Regions from separate parts of the Zea mays genome. Here all the other regions are linked to region 2. The links are chromatin contacts, called in public Hi-C maps. All regions are on one chromosome and are shown on one strand. The core of a region is the stretch at or near the end of the contact, and the rest is flanking DNA. Distances in the headings are between cores, read along the strand shown.

Region 1 (3,765 bases), core at 12-2,511, 890 kb after region 2:
CCGAAAAACTAAAACAAACATGACCAATATTATTTGGATCATCCTTTCTCCCTCGTCCCTCCCCTTCCCCTACGACGACCCGGCCGCCCCCAGCCTCCATCGTGTCATGTCGCCTCCTCCCCTCTGGTGGCGCCCATGAGATTTTAGGGGCCCAAGACAAGTTTAATGTATAGGCATTTCACTCAATATACATATAAAAATATTTACCTCAAATAAAAAAATAAAAAAGTACATATTATTACCTTAAAAATTTCTTCTATCATATTTAAATATGATCAGGATATGGATCGTGGTTGACAATTTTTCGACACTTTACCGCTGAACTAATAGACTATAAATAGATAGTCTAGCCAATATAAGTATATATCTAGGGTTAGGCCCTTTGAAATCGGGGGCAGGGCAGCCACCCCTCCGCCCACCCTCAGCGCCGCCGTTGTCAACCTCTCTCCTTGTGCCACCGTTGTCAGGGGCGAAGCCAATGTCACTTTCACCACATTGCACACATTAAGAATATACACAAGATCTTAGAAATATATGGTCAAAATATATTTGGCTAATAGAAAATATTTTTTTGCCACTCCACCGGGCAAAGTGTATATGGCGTCGCCCCTGACCGTTGTCGTTGTTGGTCTCTTCGCTCCTCTTCGTGAGATTGTAGCGTTAGTACGAACTATATGCCAGTACGTCAGTGGTATTTCATTTGCCAAAAATAAATAGTTGTAAGCAAGTTTTATTTTGTTGGATGATGTCAGAAATTATTGTAGCGTCCAGATCTAGACCAGCAAATGAAGCCACGCTCTGCTCCCGTGCTCCGTCTCCGAGTGACAAGGGCAAAAGGAGCCGGTCGACGACAACAACAACAACAAAATTTTGACAATTACTCGTCCATGTCCACACGTCTTGCTTTGATTGAGGCGTCCCCGTCGTTACTCCACATCAATGGCTCCCATGCATGCATGCAATGCATCCAAGGCGAAATGCATCTCCGTTTCCTCTTTCGGAAATAAAGGGTGAAAAAGACACAGAATCTTTCTGTGGCAACCGTGGACCATTAACCTATTAGCGTGTTTCTCTCTTTCCTGTCTGTACGCGCATTCATGCATCTCTACAGTTGAGTTGCTATCTCATATATATACGTACGTGGGCCAACACGCGGTCTTCCGCCGTACACGGCGCTGTGCGACTGCGTGAGCTCCACAGCGTTGTTTCTGCCTAGGGATAAGGCCCAATGGGCGCCCAGACGCGCCACGTTTTTATGAAGTGGGCGGATTGTGCCGAGGTGGCAAGGCCCATCGTGAAGCAGGCCCTGCTCGGACCTGCCACGCTATCTTGGCCCGACCCGTGCGTTGCTGTCCACCATGACGACGAAGGCCGCCGCTGCCCGCGGTTAGAGGCATGTTTGGTTCCCTACCTAATTTGTCACATTTTGCCTAACTTTTCTGCATAAGATTAGTTCTTCAATTTGAACGACTAACCTTAGGCAAAGTGTGGTATAGTTAGCCACGAATAAACAGGCCCTAGGTTTGGAGAGCTTGTTTTGTTTACGACAGAATTTACTGTACTAGAGATTTTGTTTATCCAGCAAGAGTTGAAAAAAAGAAGAAATGTCATACTTTTAGAGTTAATTTGGGAACTCTATTTTTCCATCAGATTTCTATTTTTTCAAGAGAAAATGAACTAATTTCCTCAATGAAAATAAAATTCACTCGAAAAAACGTGGTTTCTAAACTAGCTTAGCGTGTCAAATATAAAAGTCGGCTAAGTTGTAGCAGAAAATTAAACATCAGTAAGAATCATCTCGGATGTTATCCAAACAGTCCAGTGCGTATGTTCATGGATCATGGTGTGATTGGATGCCTAGCTGGAGACGCTGGTCCTCCTCTCTGCAGACAAGACATGCATAGCCGTAGCCGATGATGGTTCACGTCGCTTGCCTGCAAAGCGAGGTGATGGTCAAAAGCGGAGTGTCAGGCTGGCTAGTGCCGTTTCCATTGGTTATTTTACTGGCAGTAAATTTCAAAAAGGAACCTGCTGCTGCGATCAAATAGTGCTGCTAGGAACAGAACTAGAAAACCTATACTAACTCCGCTGTACTATTACTTAACGTTTTAGATAAATTGAAATCAAATTTATAAAATTTTGACTACAAATAACTAATTTGTTATTTAGTTTTGGAATCTAATATTTAAGCACTGATTTGTCTTAAAAATACTTTTGTAAAAGTATAAATATATTAAGAGCTTATTGTATTTTAATAGAAAAACATTGGTCAAAGTTAAATTTTGAAGACCGTGTCTGTTAGTCACTTGATTTCAATCCCGTAAATGTATTAAAAATCAAGACAACACAAATAAACAGGTCAACCTTCATAGTCATCCCCTTTTATCATTCTTGGAGAGAAGATAAAATGAAAGGATGAAGATAAAAATTTGCTTATGTAAGTGGGTCATTCAAACATAGACAAAAACAAAATACAATGATTACAAGAAATTAAATAATGAAACAGGAAATTAAACAAAATACAATGATTACAAGAAATTGCTTATGTAGGTTTGGTTTAAGACAGAATGTGTTGAAATCCCTCTTCCTTATTATATGAATTCAAAGATTGAACATATACGTTCATCTTCGTAAAAATTACAACGAGGGGGTACAAGGGAGTACATAAGTTATAGCTTCGTATAGAGAGAAAAAAATGAGTTTCACCCGTCCAAAAAGTGTCTCCAACGCATAACACTGTTCCTCTTTTTATATGCTCGAGATATGTTTCAGACGAATTTACAATTATATCCTTAATCCCTATACATTCAAACTATTGTACATGCCAGAGGTAAGGTTGTCCTTCTCCTTCTCTCGGTTTAGCTCCTTAGACCTCAAAGGTTGTTTATATTATGCTTCGTCCGAAGCACGTGCACCATGGTCGTCCGAAACTTGCTTCTTCAAACACCCGCATGTTCTGTTAGAAATCTATCTAGGTTATTAACCCTGCAACACACATGATAAAAACAAAAGAAATAGTTACTGGATGAGTATTTTTTTATTTTTTAGACATTCGAAAGAAAAAGACTCTTAAGGCTATTTTGATAACTCAATTTTTTCAAGGGATTTTAATTTGGTCGCTTGAAAAAATGAAGTTACTAAACTAGCCCTTAACATAGGACAACTAATAGGACATCGAAAAGATTAGAAATCAATGATTCGTCATCTTGTAAAAGCACCGTCAGCGTCGATCTCGATCGACACAAAGCAGCAGCGACTACTAGCACTAGCACAGTAGCTCTGACTACGCTCCGCTGCTCCTGAAAACGAGATCGGCGCCTGAAAGGACGAGAACGCAGCCGCCGCCGCTTTGACCGAGGCCGTCTTTCGTCAGCTTCTGTAGCACGGAAAACAAATGAAATGATCGATCTGGGATCAGATCATAGAAAGCCATGCTCCCTCGCTTCTTTCGAAATAAGGAGGAGAATCCGGCCCTTTCTCTTTTCTCCCTTCTCTAGAATAGAATATAAAAAGGCCACCGTGGGTTGTGATTTGTGTGAACGAGAAGATCCCTAGGACAGTGTGAGAGGAAAGGAATATGGTCTCTGCCACTACAGTGGACCACAAAGAAAGAAACCTGAGTTACATTACTGGCCGGATAATGCAACGTCTAAGATATTTCTCCCCCTAACCTTGCAAATCTCAAAGTCACCATAAACTAATCTCATGAACACATTTCTAAAAGGATGAATTTGGTAAGGGCTTAGTGAATAAATTATTGAGATT
Region 2 (3,775 bases), core at 248-2,747:
CTGTACTCCAGGCATAACAATAGCATTACAGTTTACTCACAACACAGGATGAACCTCAGTGAAATATAGAGATTCCATATGCTTGCTCACCGAATACCTCGAATGCAGCGTTAAACTAATCTAGCAATTGGACGGTCATAACAAGAGTCTAGCGAAGCGATCAAACTCAACAATAAAATTGACAACGAGTAGATGCCATTTGAACAAGCTGAAGTGTTTCAACGTAACAGCAGCAGCTCATCATAAGCTCATAACACAAGTCGTTCACTGATTAAAACTGAGACCACCTAATTTCTAATTCAAACCTCGCCCTTCCCCCCTTATCCATATCCATATCCCTACACCTACATCACCATCCATACACAATAGTAAGATTATATTGCTACTGACACAAAGTTAACAATACTAGCATGAACAGCAGTCAACGCAGAGCGAGGAAGGATGCACACAAGGTTGACAGAGCAGAACTAGAGCAACCGGGCTACATGGATTGATCAGTCCTCTTCCATTGCGGCAGAGGAAGGGGAGACCCTGGCCTTCTTGTGCTGCTGCTGCTGCTGCTGCTTACCCAGGAAGGCCTCGAGGAAGAGCTGTTGGGCGTCGAGCATCGTCTGGGTGCGCTTCATCTCTGACTCCATTCGTTCCTTCTCCATCTGAAGCGACAGCTCGAGCCTGCGCTCCTCCATACGAAGGAACCCCTCCCCGACGGACCGCAGTGCGGCAGCCACCTCGGCCATCGCCTCTGACTCGGCGTCGTCCTCGCCGCCGCTCCTCTCCGGCTTCACAGCTGCCGCCGCGGCGGGCTTCGTGCGGCAGGCCTTAGGGATGGTGAAGCGCAGCCCGCTCCCGGCCCCGCCGTTGGAGATGAGCCCGTGCAGGCTCCTGCTCCGCACAGCCTCCTCGGAGGAGGAAGGGGAGGACACAGGGGAAGGCGGGGATGCCGGCGGGGCAGGGCCCTTGGTCTTGATCTTGACGATGGCGTTAGGGCTAGGGTCCGGCACGCCGCCGCCGGCGAGGTCGTGGAGGAGCGGGAAGAACGGCCACTTGGGCCCCTTGGACCGCCCCGCGGATCGCGACCGCTCAGCGCGGTATCGCTTTCGAAGCTTCTCGATCTTGTGGCGGCACTGCACGCCGGACTTATGCGTGGCGGTGGGGAACCGACCGCAGCGAGCGGTGACGGCGTTGGCCACGTCGTCCCAGTCAGCCGCGCGCAGGTTGCCCTTCCTCAGCGCCTCCCACCTGTCGCGGTACGCCTCGATGAGCGCGAGGGTCTCCTCGTGCGTCCAGCACGGCGGCGGCAGCCTCCGGCCGGAGCCCCCGCCCCCGAGCCCTATTCCTCCCCCCGAGGAGGCCGCTGCCGCGGCCGCAGCAGCCGCCGCGGCGACGTGCGCGGACAGGGGGGGCAGGTCGGGAGATGAGACGACGTCGTCCCTGGCCGCATCGGAGGTCGAGGAAGACATGGCCGATCAGCTGCGGCGGCGAAGGGAGGCGGCTAGGGTTTGGTGGTGGTGGTGGTGGTGGAGATGGGGAACGGAGGCGGAGGTGGGGAACCGGTCATATAAGGAGCAGGAGGCGAGGCGGTGCGGTGGTGGGCCGCGGGCATGGGCCGCGCCCGCGGTGAAATGACCGGCTACGGAGGGCATCGCCCACCGGTGCGGCCGCGTGGGCGGGCGGAGCGGTGCGGTGGTTTTGCGGGGTTTGTCGCAGAGCCGCGTACTCGCGGCCGATGGACGAGGCCTGGCCTGAGGGCACGAGCCTATGAGGAAAGGAGGCGCGATTGAAACGGCACGAGGCCACGGGAGTACGGCGCCGCACCCAGCGGAGCCCGTGCCGTGGTGGGCGCGGCGCGCGAGCGCCCGCCTCCGCTGCTCCGCAGCCGCGCGGCCTGGCCGTGTTGTGCCCGTGGGGCGTGTGGGAACTTGGATGGGGATGGATAATTCAGCGGTTGGGTGGGTGGCGAGTGGCGGCCGCCCTGCCTTTTTCCTCCTCGGTTCCGCGCGGCCTAGACCTGATATTTTCATTCGCGAGATCCAGCCGCAGGGCGCTGTTCAGTTTGCGGAAGTGCGTGACGGGGCGGCCAAAAGTCAAGAGATGTTTGTTCAAGGACTAAACTGTAGCCTATGTTACATCAAATATTTGGAAGTCAAATACGAGTATTAAAAATAGTCTACTTATAAAATTAATTATATAGATAAAAACTAAATAATGCAATTTTTTTGTCATAACTAATCTATAATTAGTAAATATTTACGGTTGTATCACATGAGTGAATTATGGACTAATTAGTTTTAATAGATTGGTCTTGTTGTTTAGTCTTTATCTGTATAGTCGGTTTTATAATCAAATTGTATTTAATATTTATAACTAACATTTAAGCATGTGACATGGACTAAAATTTAAAAACACCAAACAAGGCCTTAATATTCTCAATGGCCTATCTCCTGGGCAAAGTGTATAATTGTTAGCTCTTCATTATTAATATAGTAACCCTACTTATCTCTCTTATAATTTTTTGGTTCTTATAGCTAAGTTGTATATAGGTTTATAACACACTTCTCTCTCCTTCACATGAACATTTAGCCTACTTACAACCTCGTATTATACTTGCTCTAAGGTTGTCTCCAAGGGTCACTTGTAAACAACCTCTAATGGTATATAGAGAAGCACAATTCTCCGATAAAAAACAATCTTCGTATATATATTGTATTTTCATTCGCGAGATCCAGCCGCAGGGCGCTGTTCAGTTTGCGGAAGTGCGCGTGACGGGGCGGCCAAAAGTCAAGAGATGTTTGTTCAAGGACTAAACTGTAGCCTATGTTACATCAAATATTTGGAAGTCAAATACGAGTATTAAAAATAGTCTACTTATAAAATTAATTATATAGATAAAAACTAAATAATGATACATTTTTTTGTCATAACTAATCTATAATTAGTAAATGTTTACGGTAGTATCACATGAGTGAATCATGCATTAATTAGTTTTAATAGATTGGTCTTGTTGTTTAGTCCTCGTCTGTATAGTCAGTTTTATAATTAAATTGTATTTAATATTTCTAACTAACATCTAAGCATGTGACATGGACTAAAATTTAAAAAAGAGAACCAAACAAGGCCTTAATATTCTCAATGGCCTATCTCCTTGGCCAAGTGTATAATTGTTAGCTTTTCATTATTAATATAGTGACCCTACTTATCTCTCTTATAATTTTTTGGTTCTTATATCTAAGTTGTATATAGGTTTATAACACACTTCTCTCTCCTTCACATGAACATTTAGCCTACTTACAACCTCATATTATACTTGCTCTAAGGTTGTCTCCAAGGGTCACTTGTAAACAACCTCTAATGGTATATAGAAAAGCACAATTCTCCTATAAAAAACAATCTTCGTGTGTGTGTGTGTATATATATATATATATATATATATATTGTATATTACGAGCCCTGGCTTCGATAACTAGAGGAAGCTCATGTCAGACGGTGCAATCCGGTCGAGCTGGACCAGGTCCGGGCTGCAATAAAAACACCCACACGCCGTCAGGGATTAGGTTTTAGCGGGGGCGGCGGTTCCCTCGGGCGTGCGAGCGACGGCGATCCTGGGGGCCAGCGACGGTGTCGCCCCGAGGCGGGCGAGCGACGACAACGCTCCACCAGGAACGGGCGACGGCGACGCTCCCGAGGCTGGCGGGCAAGCGGTGACGGCGCTCCCAAAGCGGACTGGCGGCAGCGGCGCACCCTAGGCTCGGTGGCAACGGCGGTTGTGCGAGGCGCG
Region 3 (3,660 bases), core at 322-2,821, 530 kb after region 2:
CGCAGGGGAAGCCAAATGCGAGTAGCTCCCTCGGCGTCCCGGCCGAGTCACAGAACCTTGATGGCCCCCGCCGCGCCGCCGCAGACGCACCGGGAAGGGGGCGCGATGCTGAGCTCCAGGCCGTTGACGGCGATGCTGAGCTCCAGGCTGTCGACGGTCGAGGCCGTTTCCAGGCCGGAGGCCATGGAGAGCGAAGTCCCCGCGGGAACATGGGAGTTCTTGTTGAAATAGTAGTAGTCAGTCAGTTGATTAACCTGTCCAAAGGATCATTCAGTTCGCTTGTCAGTTTTGCTCAGACTATTATATAGTACATGAAAACGTCCTTCCGCCCTTACTACCAGTGCAATAGAGGGCATAAGGTTACCTTACCTGCATGTTACTGCCTAAAATCTCTCCGAGGCCTCTATATCTTGGTATCTGAGGAGAGGGAGGATAAAAAATTCACTGTTCAGATCTTGGGTTCTCAGTTACCACCAGGACAAGGAGAAAACACAGCGGAAGGAGTATATAAATTACGGGGACGTCGCCGCGGTCGGTGTGGATTATCTCCTGCGTAGGCGCCGGTTTGGCAGCGACGATGCTCTGAGGGCCTGGCACCTGAAACGAAACAAAAAAAAAAAGGGGGGGAGAAAGAAAGAGGACGATTAGCGCTGTTGGCTGGCTCCAAGATCTGACGAATCGTTCTTGTACTGTACCAGTTGGAGTGCTAGCTCACCTGGTTGTCCTTGTAGTCCGCGATACCGACGTCGAAGAGGCTCGCCCGGCGCTTCTTCATACCGGGGTTGGTCTGCCGGAGGAAGTACTTCTGGGCGTGGCTGGCCACCTGCGTCGCCGTCCTGGTGGTGACGAAGCCCTTGGAGATGCCCCTCCAGTCCCCCTTGCCCAGCTGCCTTAGCCCGTCCAGGAACTTCCTGTGCTCCTCCTCGGTCCATGGAATTCCTGCGCCGATTCCACCGAACAACGGATCAATTCACAGTAAAAGCATTTCTGGGCTGCAAGATAGCTGCCGTTGACTCGCACGGAGATACTTTTGTGTGTGTGTGTGTGTTGTGTAAATGCCTGAATGTTTTACTGGTTGGTTTCTGAATCTAAGAAAGGACAACATTTTCCGTTGGAATCCATCGTCCATCGTGGGATTAATTACAAGAAGAGCAGAGCAGTAAAGAAAGCGATTGATAGAAATCCAGAAAGAAAAAAAAAGCTCACCTTTCTTCCTGTCCTGTGCCTTGCGACGGCGGCGCTTCTGCTGGCCGGACGCCAGCTCCGCGTCGTCGGAGGCGTACCCCTTGCAGCCCTCTTTCTCCTCCGGCGACAGCAGCGGGTTGATGGTGAGGTCGGGCATGCTGGAGCTCTTCCTCAGGTCCATCGGCGACTCCTCCGGCTCCCCGCTGCCGCCACCCCGGTGGACGTCCACGCCGAACAGCCTGAGGAGCACCGGCGTCATCGTCTCCCTCCGCTGCTGCCCCTCCTCCTCCGGCCGGTCCATGTCCATTCGGTCCCTGCTTTGGATGTGCTGCTTTGGAGGCTACCGTAGGCCGCACTCGCGGTTGCGGCACAAGAGGCCAAGCAGGAGAAGAGTACCTGTGGTGCCCCGCCCCCCTGGGGGGGCCTTGCTCCGTTGGTCTTGCTTACATTTATGGGATCGTATCCAGTGCACAAGGGCCACGCCGTGCACAAATGCACAAAACGAAATCTGGCCGTCCATTTTCCATCCAACGACATGACGGCGCGGGGGGTTTTTCACAAAACAGACTCGGCAAGCTACGGAGGCTGCGGGAGGGTTCATCTGCATATTTACGACGGCCGTTGGATGGAAAATGGACGGCCAGATTTCGTTTTGTGCATTTGTGCACGACGTGGCCCTTGTGCACTGGATACGATCCCTACATTTATATGCCCGGTCTCTGTGTTATTTCCTTGAGGAAACCGATATGTCCTGAAAAGTTTTAAGCCTTCTGATCTGTATTTTTTTTATTATTGAAGCGAATTAGATTGGTCTCGGAGCGAAATTATGGTTGACCGATGCGGCCGAGGCAGATTTTCGTGAAACGGCACGGATTATGATACAATTGTTCGCCCAGCTTCGACTACTAGTGCATCGGCAATAATAATACAGAGGCACGTAATAACAAATTCGGCGGCGTCACCAATCACGTCAAAAATGAATCCCTCGTCGTCAGTAACCACGTCGAAAACAGATTCCTCGTCCCGTTCTTTTTTTTTCGCGGTCTTCGAAATTGCCAACGAAACACGCCTGCACATCTGACTGTTTTTTTTTATGAACTCATGTTCGTTCGTAATTCGTATGGGGCAAACAGACTTGGCATTCCAGGTTACCGAATTTTTTACATTTTAGCCCTTTTATAGGAAAAAAATCACGTTTAGACCTTAAAAAATTTTAATAGCAATTTTGGACCCTTTGCTCGGCGCCATAGGCTATGGCGCCGAGGTAACACAGCTCGGCGCCACAGATCTTGGCGCGAGGTACGTGCTACGCTGGCACACCTGGCCGACGTGGCACCGAGCTCGGCGCCACAGATCTTGGCGCCGAGCTCGGTTGTGTTTTAACAGTTTTGTTGGAAAGCTGTAAGCATAAGGCTTGTCTAGCCCAGTTGGTAGAGCACAATGCTTTTCACCTTGAGGTCCTGAGTTCAAGCCCATAGTTTGCATTTCAATATTCTTGTCTTTATCATTGATTTGTTTTTTTTTGTTTATGTCGCTGATGTGTCCATACAAATTTATTTTTAGGTACCATGATCCTCGTTTTTTTGGGTAAATTAAAATGCGAGCAGTATAAGCATGACACTTAAACCTCTCGATTCGCAGCGAGCATGGCTAGTATTTTTCTTTTTTCTTCCAAGTAAATACCTTTTCCCGTATATTGTCCCATTTTGGTGTCCTTTAAGTCCGATAGAGCAAGGACACCTGTGTCTTGATACGTAGATTAAAGACAATGTCGTCAAGCAGAGAGAGGCTTTAAGATTCGTGCGTACGATGCCACGATGGTGGCCGGCAATGGAGCGTGTAGCCACCATGGTCGTGTGCAGTGTGCTCCACTGAGCCGGCTGGGTCCTTCACTCGCCGCTTTTACTATAGTATAGGAACCAACAACCGGATCGCGTACTTGTTAATTAGTCCACCGATACTCTGACGTATTTTCCGCCTGACACGTATACATATAGCTAGCTAGCTTGTGTTACGTACGTACAATGGTCAATGGATGAAAATGGACTCTGGCCGGAGTGCACAGTCGAGACTCGAGACTAGTACTGAATTCACTTGCAAGTCAAAGGTTACAGCTATATACATACTTTATTACAACGAGGCCAGGTTGCAACAGTATTTTTATTTTGTACCCTGACCATGTAAATCGAGAGGTTTAAGTGTCCTGCTTATACTGCTCGCGTTTTAATTTACCAAAAAAAAACGAGGATCATGGTACCCAAAAATAAATTTGTATGGACACATTAGCGACATAAAAAATACAAATCAATGATAAAGACAAAAATATTGAAATGCAAACTATGGGGCTTGAACTCAGGACCTCAAGGTGAAGAGCCTTGTGCTCTACCAACTGAGCTAGACAAGCCTTATACTTACAACTTTCCAACAAAACTGTTAAAACACAACCGAGCTCGGCGCCAAGATCTGTGGCGCCGA

Evidence for each region. Hi-C and Micro-C count contacts between places; a contact is called where the count stands out from the background.
Region 1: a contact with region 2 is called in a Hi-C map of ear, with 2.6 times the contacts expected there. The contact joins the enhancer-like site here to the promoter of LOC100273299 in region 2. A contact is called at or near these places in 2 of 25 Hi-C or Micro-C datasets (bundle sheath and ear).
Region 3: a Hi-C map of leaf shows a contact between it and region 2, with 4 times the contacts expected there. The contact joins the promoter of LOC100216850 here to the promoter of LOC100273299 in region 2. A contact is called at or near these places in 3 of 25 Hi-C or Micro-C datasets (bundle sheath, ear and leaf).

The regions. Positions count from the first base shown.
Region 1 is chr1:95,338,082-95,341,846 of Zm-B73-REFERENCE-NAM-5.0, reverse strand. No RefSeq gene overlaps it. Among protein-coding and RNA genes, the nearest start is that of TRNAW-CCA, 42 kb to the right of the region's middle. Within about 2 kb of position 1,261, at least 17 of the 20 cell types and tissues checked have an H3K27ac peak or open chromatin away from gene starts, as enhancers often do. A contact at or near this core is called in bundle sheath and ear, where this site is marked.
Region 2 is chr1:96,226,809-96,230,583 of Zm-B73-REFERENCE-NAM-5.0, reverse strand. LOC100273299 reads right to left here and starts at 1,497. Exons shown (of 1, transcript NM_001147740.1): 1 at 176-1,497. The coding sequence starts at 1,460. The coding sequence ends at 495.
Region 3 is chr1:95,695,293-95,698,952 of Zm-B73-REFERENCE-NAM-5.0, reverse strand. It overlaps LOC100216850, which reads right to left and starts at 1,571. Exons shown (of 5, transcript NM_001143242.1): 1 at 1,207-1,571; 2 at 716-939; 3 at 517-597; 4 at 370-417; 5 at 1-254. The coding sequence starts at 1,492. The coding sequence ends at 48.